Regions from separate parts of the Gossypium arboreum genome. Here region 2 is linked to region 1. The links are chromatin contacts, called in public Hi-C maps. All regions are on one chromosome and are shown on one strand. Each heading gives the region's core, a stretch centred on a gene start, on an enhancer-like site or on the middle of the called end of the contact. The rest is flanking DNA. Distances are from core to core; before and after follow the strand shown. Region 1 holds the start of LOC108458297. Region 2 holds the start of LOC108458451 (purple acid phosphatase 22-like).

Region 1 (3,557 bases), core at 976-3,475:
ATTAAAAAATTTTAAAAACGTATAAAATTTCTTAAGAACTTATAAAATTCATAAAAATTAAAAATATTAAAATTGATATAAAATATTAAAAAATATAAAAAAATCATAAAAATTTGAACTAGACCTGATCAGTTGGTTGGATTGGTTAGAGTAAAATCAACAAGGGTGTCGGTATAGAGAAAGCCATTAGACCACTTGACCTGGAACCAGGCAGTTGAACCAATTATTTTTTAATGTTTTATTTAATTGAATTAGACGAACCGGTGGAATTGTCAAATTTGTGGCCTGACTAGTTCAACCACCGATTTGGTTCCGAAAATCTTGGTCGGAGTATTTAATATTGACATATGCTAGTAGTTGGATAATGAAATTTTAGTTTGATAGTATCTAATTGTACCAAAAATATTTTATACCATACAATACTAAGCAAACGATTTTCAACTTTTCAAGGTCTAAAATACTCTACTGTACTTAAAAATTTGGAGATAAAAATTATAAAATAAAAGTAATAGTTTATCAATAAAAAAGAGAGGGTCTCTCAATTATTGTTTTATTTTTGGAATATCGAGAACTTATTGTTCAACATGAAAATGACCTTAACGATCTAATGACTATTCCTATTACCAATGATTGGTGTGGTGTTATGTGTTCATTGTGATTTTAAGGATTTAAATGACTATGTCTATATAATTTTTTAATATTTTAATATTTTAATAATTTATTAGAATTTTATATTATTTATAAGTATTTATAAATTTTTATAAGTTTTGTAATATTTTAAATATATCTTATTAATTATATATATTTTAATAATTTATTAAAATTTATTAGATTTTTATAATCTTTACAAGGTTTATGATTTTTTAATATTTTTAATATTTAATAATTTTTATTATTTCTAATAATTTTTATATTTTTCTCTTTTTTGGGTTTTAAAGAATTTTTATATGTTTTAATAAAATTTTAAATATTTTATACATGTTTTATTACTTTTGTAAAATTTTTATAATTTATTATAGTTTATATATTTTAATATTTACAATTTTTATTATTTTTATTATTTTTATAAGTTTATATTGATTTTAAGTTTTAATATTTTTCTGATTTTTATGATTTTTTGTGGGAAAATATTAGATTAAACTAAAAGTTAAAGTGTGTCAACATCTAATTGGTTTGTCGATTTATTTTAACAGTCAACATAGTCAATGGCAGAAATCATTAATGGAGGGGCTTAATTGATTATTTTAGTTAACGACAGAGGTTCAATTGAGTGCAATTTTAATACAGGGACTTAATTGATTTTTCACATTTTCTTAAGAACTTTTTTAACATATAAATAAAAAAATATTATATATTAATGTTGCATGTTAACATAATAATGATAATAAAGCTAACAAGTATTGAGTATAATAATAAGTCATATTGTATTCTCAAGAAGAGAATGATTATTAGAGAAAACAATCACGAATTCTTAACATCAAGCCCATTCTTGAAATATGGTTTTTGAGCCCTTTTAACTTTAGGTCTTAGGCACTTGCACTCTTAAACAACCCCAAAACTAAACTTGCTTAACATAAATTATAAAACTAACAGGAAAAAACATATATAGTAAGAATTAATCACAAATAATATTTAAGGAAGCATCATATTTTAATCCGGAGATATATAATAAAATAACAAACCTTATACACTTAAAAACTTGTTCAATTCTTTAAAAACAACTTCAATTAGCTCTCTCTCTCACACACACACACAAAATAACCCCTTATTCAATTACCAATTTTCTTATATTTTGTAGACATGTATATCGTAGTGTTCTGCTTTTTTGGTGGGATTCATTATTGAATGTGGGATTAAATATTTATTTGTTTAAGTTAGAAATTTAAAGGTTTTATATTTTTATTTTATTTTCAATTCTTTTATTTTTAGTTTAAAATGCAGGTCTATATATTGTTAAATTTATATACATGTAACAAAATAACATCATAATGAATTTAAATTTAATAGGAATATTAACAGTGTCAATAAGTCTTAAAGTTTAACATTAACATTTTAATTGGGATAACAAATTTCAACTAATTAATAAAATTATAAGAGTTGAGGTACCGAATTATTTCAGAATTGAAATATAAAAATTAAATCTCAAATTTAAAAAAGTATAGGATCAAAATTAAAAATTAATTATCCTTATATAATTAAAAAAAAAAACAAATGGAATTGGACAGGCGCCAAGTATGACTTCATAAGCTAAATCAGATCTGAAAAGACATCGGACACGGTGGAGAGTGTCACGTGGGAGCAAAAAGACGATAACTTTCAACTACCAACGGTAACCGTTGGGTGAGGTGTGGAAGCTATTAGGAACGTGGTCTCAACAGTCCAACTACGAAGGAAATGACCCTGGAATGGTAGCTACGCCTAGATGCAGATCTCTTTTAACAAAACCTGACAATAATTAAATAAAGGAAAAAAACAGAAGAAGAAAGCTTTAAAATCCTTTGATGTTGACATGAATGTTACCCCATTCCCTTTTTGACGATCTGTGTACTTGAAGAACAAATTTTATCAAACGATTTTTTTGACAAACAAAAAATGAGCTGGAGTAGTGTCGGCAACTGGTTCAAAACTCAAGTAACTTTGAAGAATTTGTTCAGACTTTTTCTGGGCCAACTTGTTTCTTTCGTTCTTGCACTTATGAGCTTTACTTCTTCTTTGATAGCCAGTCTTGGTAAGCTCAACTTAACCCTCTACTCTTAACTTGCTTCTGGTTATGAAAAATATTCAGATGAATTTGGAATTTTATATTCTTTGTTTGCTCATCAGTGTGTTGGCTTTTTGTCTAGGTGTGGATGCGCCTATCACTCAGACTTCCTTCACTTACTTCGCTTTAGCTGTGGTTTATGGTAGCATCTTGCTCTATAGGGGTCAAAAGCTAAGGGTAATCACTTATCAACTCCACTAATCTTATATTCAAAAGGATTCCTTGATACTTCAATCCTGTTCTGTTTGCAGATTCCTTGGTATTGGTATCTCGCCCTCGGCTTTGTTGATGTTCAAGGGAATTATCTTGGTGAGTCTGTAGTAGTCACTAATATCTCATAACATGATCTCCCAAAAACATGTTCTTAACTGGGGGAAAAAAGAAAGTGGAATATGTCTGATATGTTACTGCAAAAATTACCGTGACAAAAGAGCCATTCCTTTTTCCCTTTTTTTTCTTTTGCAGTTAACAAAGCCTTCCAGTTCTCCTCAATCACTAGTGTGACACTGTTGGACTGCTGGACCATCGTATGGGCAATATTTCTCACATATTTCTTCATAGGCACTAGATATTCTTTATTGCAGCTAGGGGGTGCTGCTCTTTGTGTGCTTGGCCTTGGTCTAGTGCTCCTCTCCGATGCAGGGGTGGGTGGTGGAGGTAACATTCTGGTCTAATGCAGAAGATATTCTTATAGTTATGGAACTCTGTTTCTTTATGGATGTTTTAATTCGTAAACAGCACGCCATTACTGGAAGTCATTCGAATTTTCCGGAGTGAAGTACTTGTTTCTCTGCAC
Region 2 (3,579 bases), core at 14-2,513, 180 kb before region 1:
AGTGTTTAAACTCAAGTTTCAAATGTTATACATGAATTCTCTTTCAAATTTTTTTTTAATTTAAATCTTATTATATGTAAATTCTATTCAAATCATTCTATTCTAAATTTAGATATATTATTGTTTTAATTTATTATGCTTTCTATTAAGTTAATTTTGATAATATATATATTATTTATGATTTGTGCTCTTTAAAAACCAAAACACTTAAAATTGACATTTAATAAATCATTTGATCATTTGCAACCCATACCACATTTTCAAATCGGAGCATGCTTTTTTTTTTTAAATTAACAGTAATAAATTTAGTTTTTAATAATTTTTTTTTTCTTTTTTTTATTCTTTAGCCTCGGATCTTAAAAAATTAGTTAAATTGCATTTTTATAATGAAAGAGTTTCCATTAGATTTTAAAATTTTAAAAATGTGAACATGGTAACTCATGTGATGGTAGATATATATTTTGTTGTTGATGTGAATAATTTTTTTTTAAAATTTTGTATGAATATTTTTGAAGTTTTGAATGATTTTTATGTATATTTTTAAACTTTGATGAAGTATACAAAGATCATCATGCAAATTGTCATCTCAACACATTAAAATTTTAACAGTAATATTTTTTTAAATTAGATTGATAGTTGAACCATCAGGCCACTGGTTCGTGGATTCGATAACATCATTGTTTTTTAAATTGTAACAGTGGTCGAATTAGTCAAGTCACTAGTTCATCAATCCGATTGTTTCAACCAATCGGATTAAAAATATTAAAATTCAAAAAAATAACAAAAAATAAAAAAAATTATTTAACTGGTTCAACCACTTGGCTCAACTGGTTTTTTGTCTAATTCAATAGATCCTTATCGATTTTCAAGTCAACTAGTTCAAAACCCCTCTATACCAATATCCCGACTAGTTTCTGGCTCAACTGATTTGTCCGGTCCCATTTAAACAACATTAAATTTTCGTCTAAAAGAATTTGATTAAAATTTGAAAATTAATTGTGAAAATGATGAATAATTAGTAATAATAATGAGAAAAGAAACAAATAAACATTATCCCAAAAGAAAACTTGCATTATTGATAACCAATAGCTCATTGAAAAATTTCTTATAAAACTAAAAAATGGAGGAATAAGTGGTCCCCATTGAAGGCAGATTGTTTTATGGAGGGTATTTTGCAAAGCATATTCCTATATATCCTGCAATTACTTGTAAACCTGATTAAGCTTTAATTGAAGTTCCAAGATTCTTTAAGCTCTGAAAACTGAAAGGTTGTCAGAAGCCAACCAGCTGTTAGTCTTTAATCTATGTAATGTCATAAGCAGATTTAATTTCAACCATGTTCTATAGATTTATATATTCGCATATATGGGCTAAGTTTGAGGTGACAAAATGTCATATTCTAACGAGGAAAACCTAGTCCTGTTGCTTAGATGATTGGGAGGGTTTTGTCAACAATCAGTACCTTAATTACTTTATTGTAAAGCGAGCATAAATAGATTAGAACTTTAGTTATTTATGTATTTATGGGATGCTGAGTTTTTTTTTCTTTTCCATTTTTTTAAAAATCTCGCCATTGCTGCAAGCATATCCAAAAGGATTCCAAGTGACTTCCTTGACGCCATTGCAACCTAATTTTTTACATATTTTCAAGATTCAACCTAGCGCTCCAAGGACCCCTTCTTCTTATTATAAACCTCCATCCCTCTTCATGTCTTTCCCAACTTCATCCAATCATAAACTGCAAAAAATGGAGAACCCAATATGGCAAAACCCTCATTTCTTCCCTCTCCTTTTAACATGCACCTTCTTCTTATTCCCTTTACAACCCTCACTTTCGGCCGGTTTGCAAGACGATTACATCCGACAGCCACCCGGAAAAGTCGTTGTCGCTCTCCACCTCCGATCCAAATCCGACCCTCAGCAGGTCAACATTTGGAACCACTGTTTTCTTATCCACTTTGCTTTCGAAAAACAAACTGTTTTTTTTTTTTTTACTTAATTTTTTGTTGTGAACTATTGTAGGTACATGCTTCTCTTGCAGGCAAAGAATACATGAGAATCAGTTGGGTTACAGATGAGAAAGACGTGGCGTCGAAGGTCGAATATGGGAAGGTCTCAGGGAAATATGAGGCAATGGCTGTAGGAAACCATACCTCATATCATTACTTCTTTTACAGTTCCGGTAAGATACATCATGTTAAAATTGGACCCTTGGAGCCAGCAACCACTTATTACTATAGGTGTGGTGGTCATAGCCCTGAATTTTCATTCAGGACACCTCCACAAATTTTTCCCATTGAATTTGTTGTGGTTGGTAAGTTCCTATATGCTTAACAATCTCGCCATTACATGTTAAAAAGAATGAATCCTCAAATTCTTGACTAATTTAAGCAAAAGCAAAGGCCCGGCCCCAACACGGTTTAACCAAAAGTGCACACTTTGTACATGAGTTACTTGGCTAGTAAGGCTTAGCCTAGCAAGTTTAGGGTTTAGCTTACATTGCTTGGGAACCCATCTTATATATTTGTTGTAATGATGTAAAAATCAGATCAGTGATTGAATAACCAATATGATCTGATTGCTTAGCTAATTTATATGTATGCCTTATCTTAAACATATGTCAGCCTTTTTTGTTTTTTTCTTCCTTAAAAGTAAGAATTCTTATATATGAAGACAAATTATATGCTTTGAATTATCCATGTCCTTATATAGGATTGTTGTGTTTGCGCCATGATTCACTAAAACCTATTTAGTTTGTTTTACTTTTATGTTTTCCACAAAGGTTTAATAATATTAATTTAATATACCCATCAAACTTCTAACCATAGAAGAACAGATGATTCCTTGCATGTTTCTTTTATCACAAAAACAAAACTTATTATATGATGAAAATTAACATTTAATTAATTAAACTTGTTTTACAGGTGATCTTGGACAAACAGAATGGACTGCCTCAACTCTATCGCATGTCGACAGCAAGGACTATGATGTGTTCTTATTAGCAGGCGACCTATCTTATGCGGACACACAACAACCACTATGGGACTCATTTGGCCGTCTGGTGGAGCCCTACGCTAGCCGCCGCCCATGGATGGTGACGGAAGGGAACCATGAGATTGAAACTTTCCCAATAATTTATCCTCATGGTTTCAAAGCCTATAATGCCCGTTGGCTAATGCCATACCAAGAAAGTGGGTCGACCTCAAATCTCTATTATTCCTTCGATGTTGCCGGTTCCCATATCATAATGTTAGGCTCTTACACGGATTTTGACGAGGATTCAGTTCAATACAAGTGGCTTGAATCTGATTTGCGTAAGGTTGATAGGAAGAAGACGCCATGGGTTATTGTGCTATTGCATGCGCCATGGTATAACACTAATTTGGCTCATAAAGGAGAAGGGGAAAGCATGAGAAAAGCTATGGAAGATTTGTTGTATAGGGCACGAGTTGATGTGGTTTTTGCAGGCCATGTTCATGCATATGAACGATTTGTAAGTCACTCATTAATTAAAAATGTTGGGTTTTTCTTTTTATTTTATATTGACAGCTAAATACATTTGATTTGTGTTATATTTGT

What was found. Hi-C and Micro-C count contacts between places; a contact is called where the count stands out from the background.
Region 2: a Hi-C map of leaf shows a contact between it and region 1, with 5 times the contacts expected there. The contact joins the promoter of LOC108458451 here to the promoter of LOC108458297 in region 1. A contact is called at or near these places in 2 of 5 Hi-C or Micro-C datasets (both in leaf).

Annotation. Positions count from the first base shown.
Region 1 is chr4:79,977,430-79,980,986 of ASM2569848v2, reverse strand. It overlaps LOC108458297, which reads left to right and starts at 2,225. Exons shown (of 12, transcript XM_017757644.2): 1 at 2,225-2,728; 2 at 2,844-2,938; 3 at 3,013-3,070; 4 at 3,227-3,418. The coding sequence starts at 2,593.
Region 2 is chr4:80,153,557-80,157,135 of ASM2569848v2, reverse strand. LOC108458451 (purple acid phosphatase 22-like) reads left to right here and starts at 1,263. Exons shown (of 5, transcript XM_017757857.2): 1 at 1,263-1,924; 2 at 2,023-2,182; 3 at 2,925-3,493. The coding sequence starts at 1,529.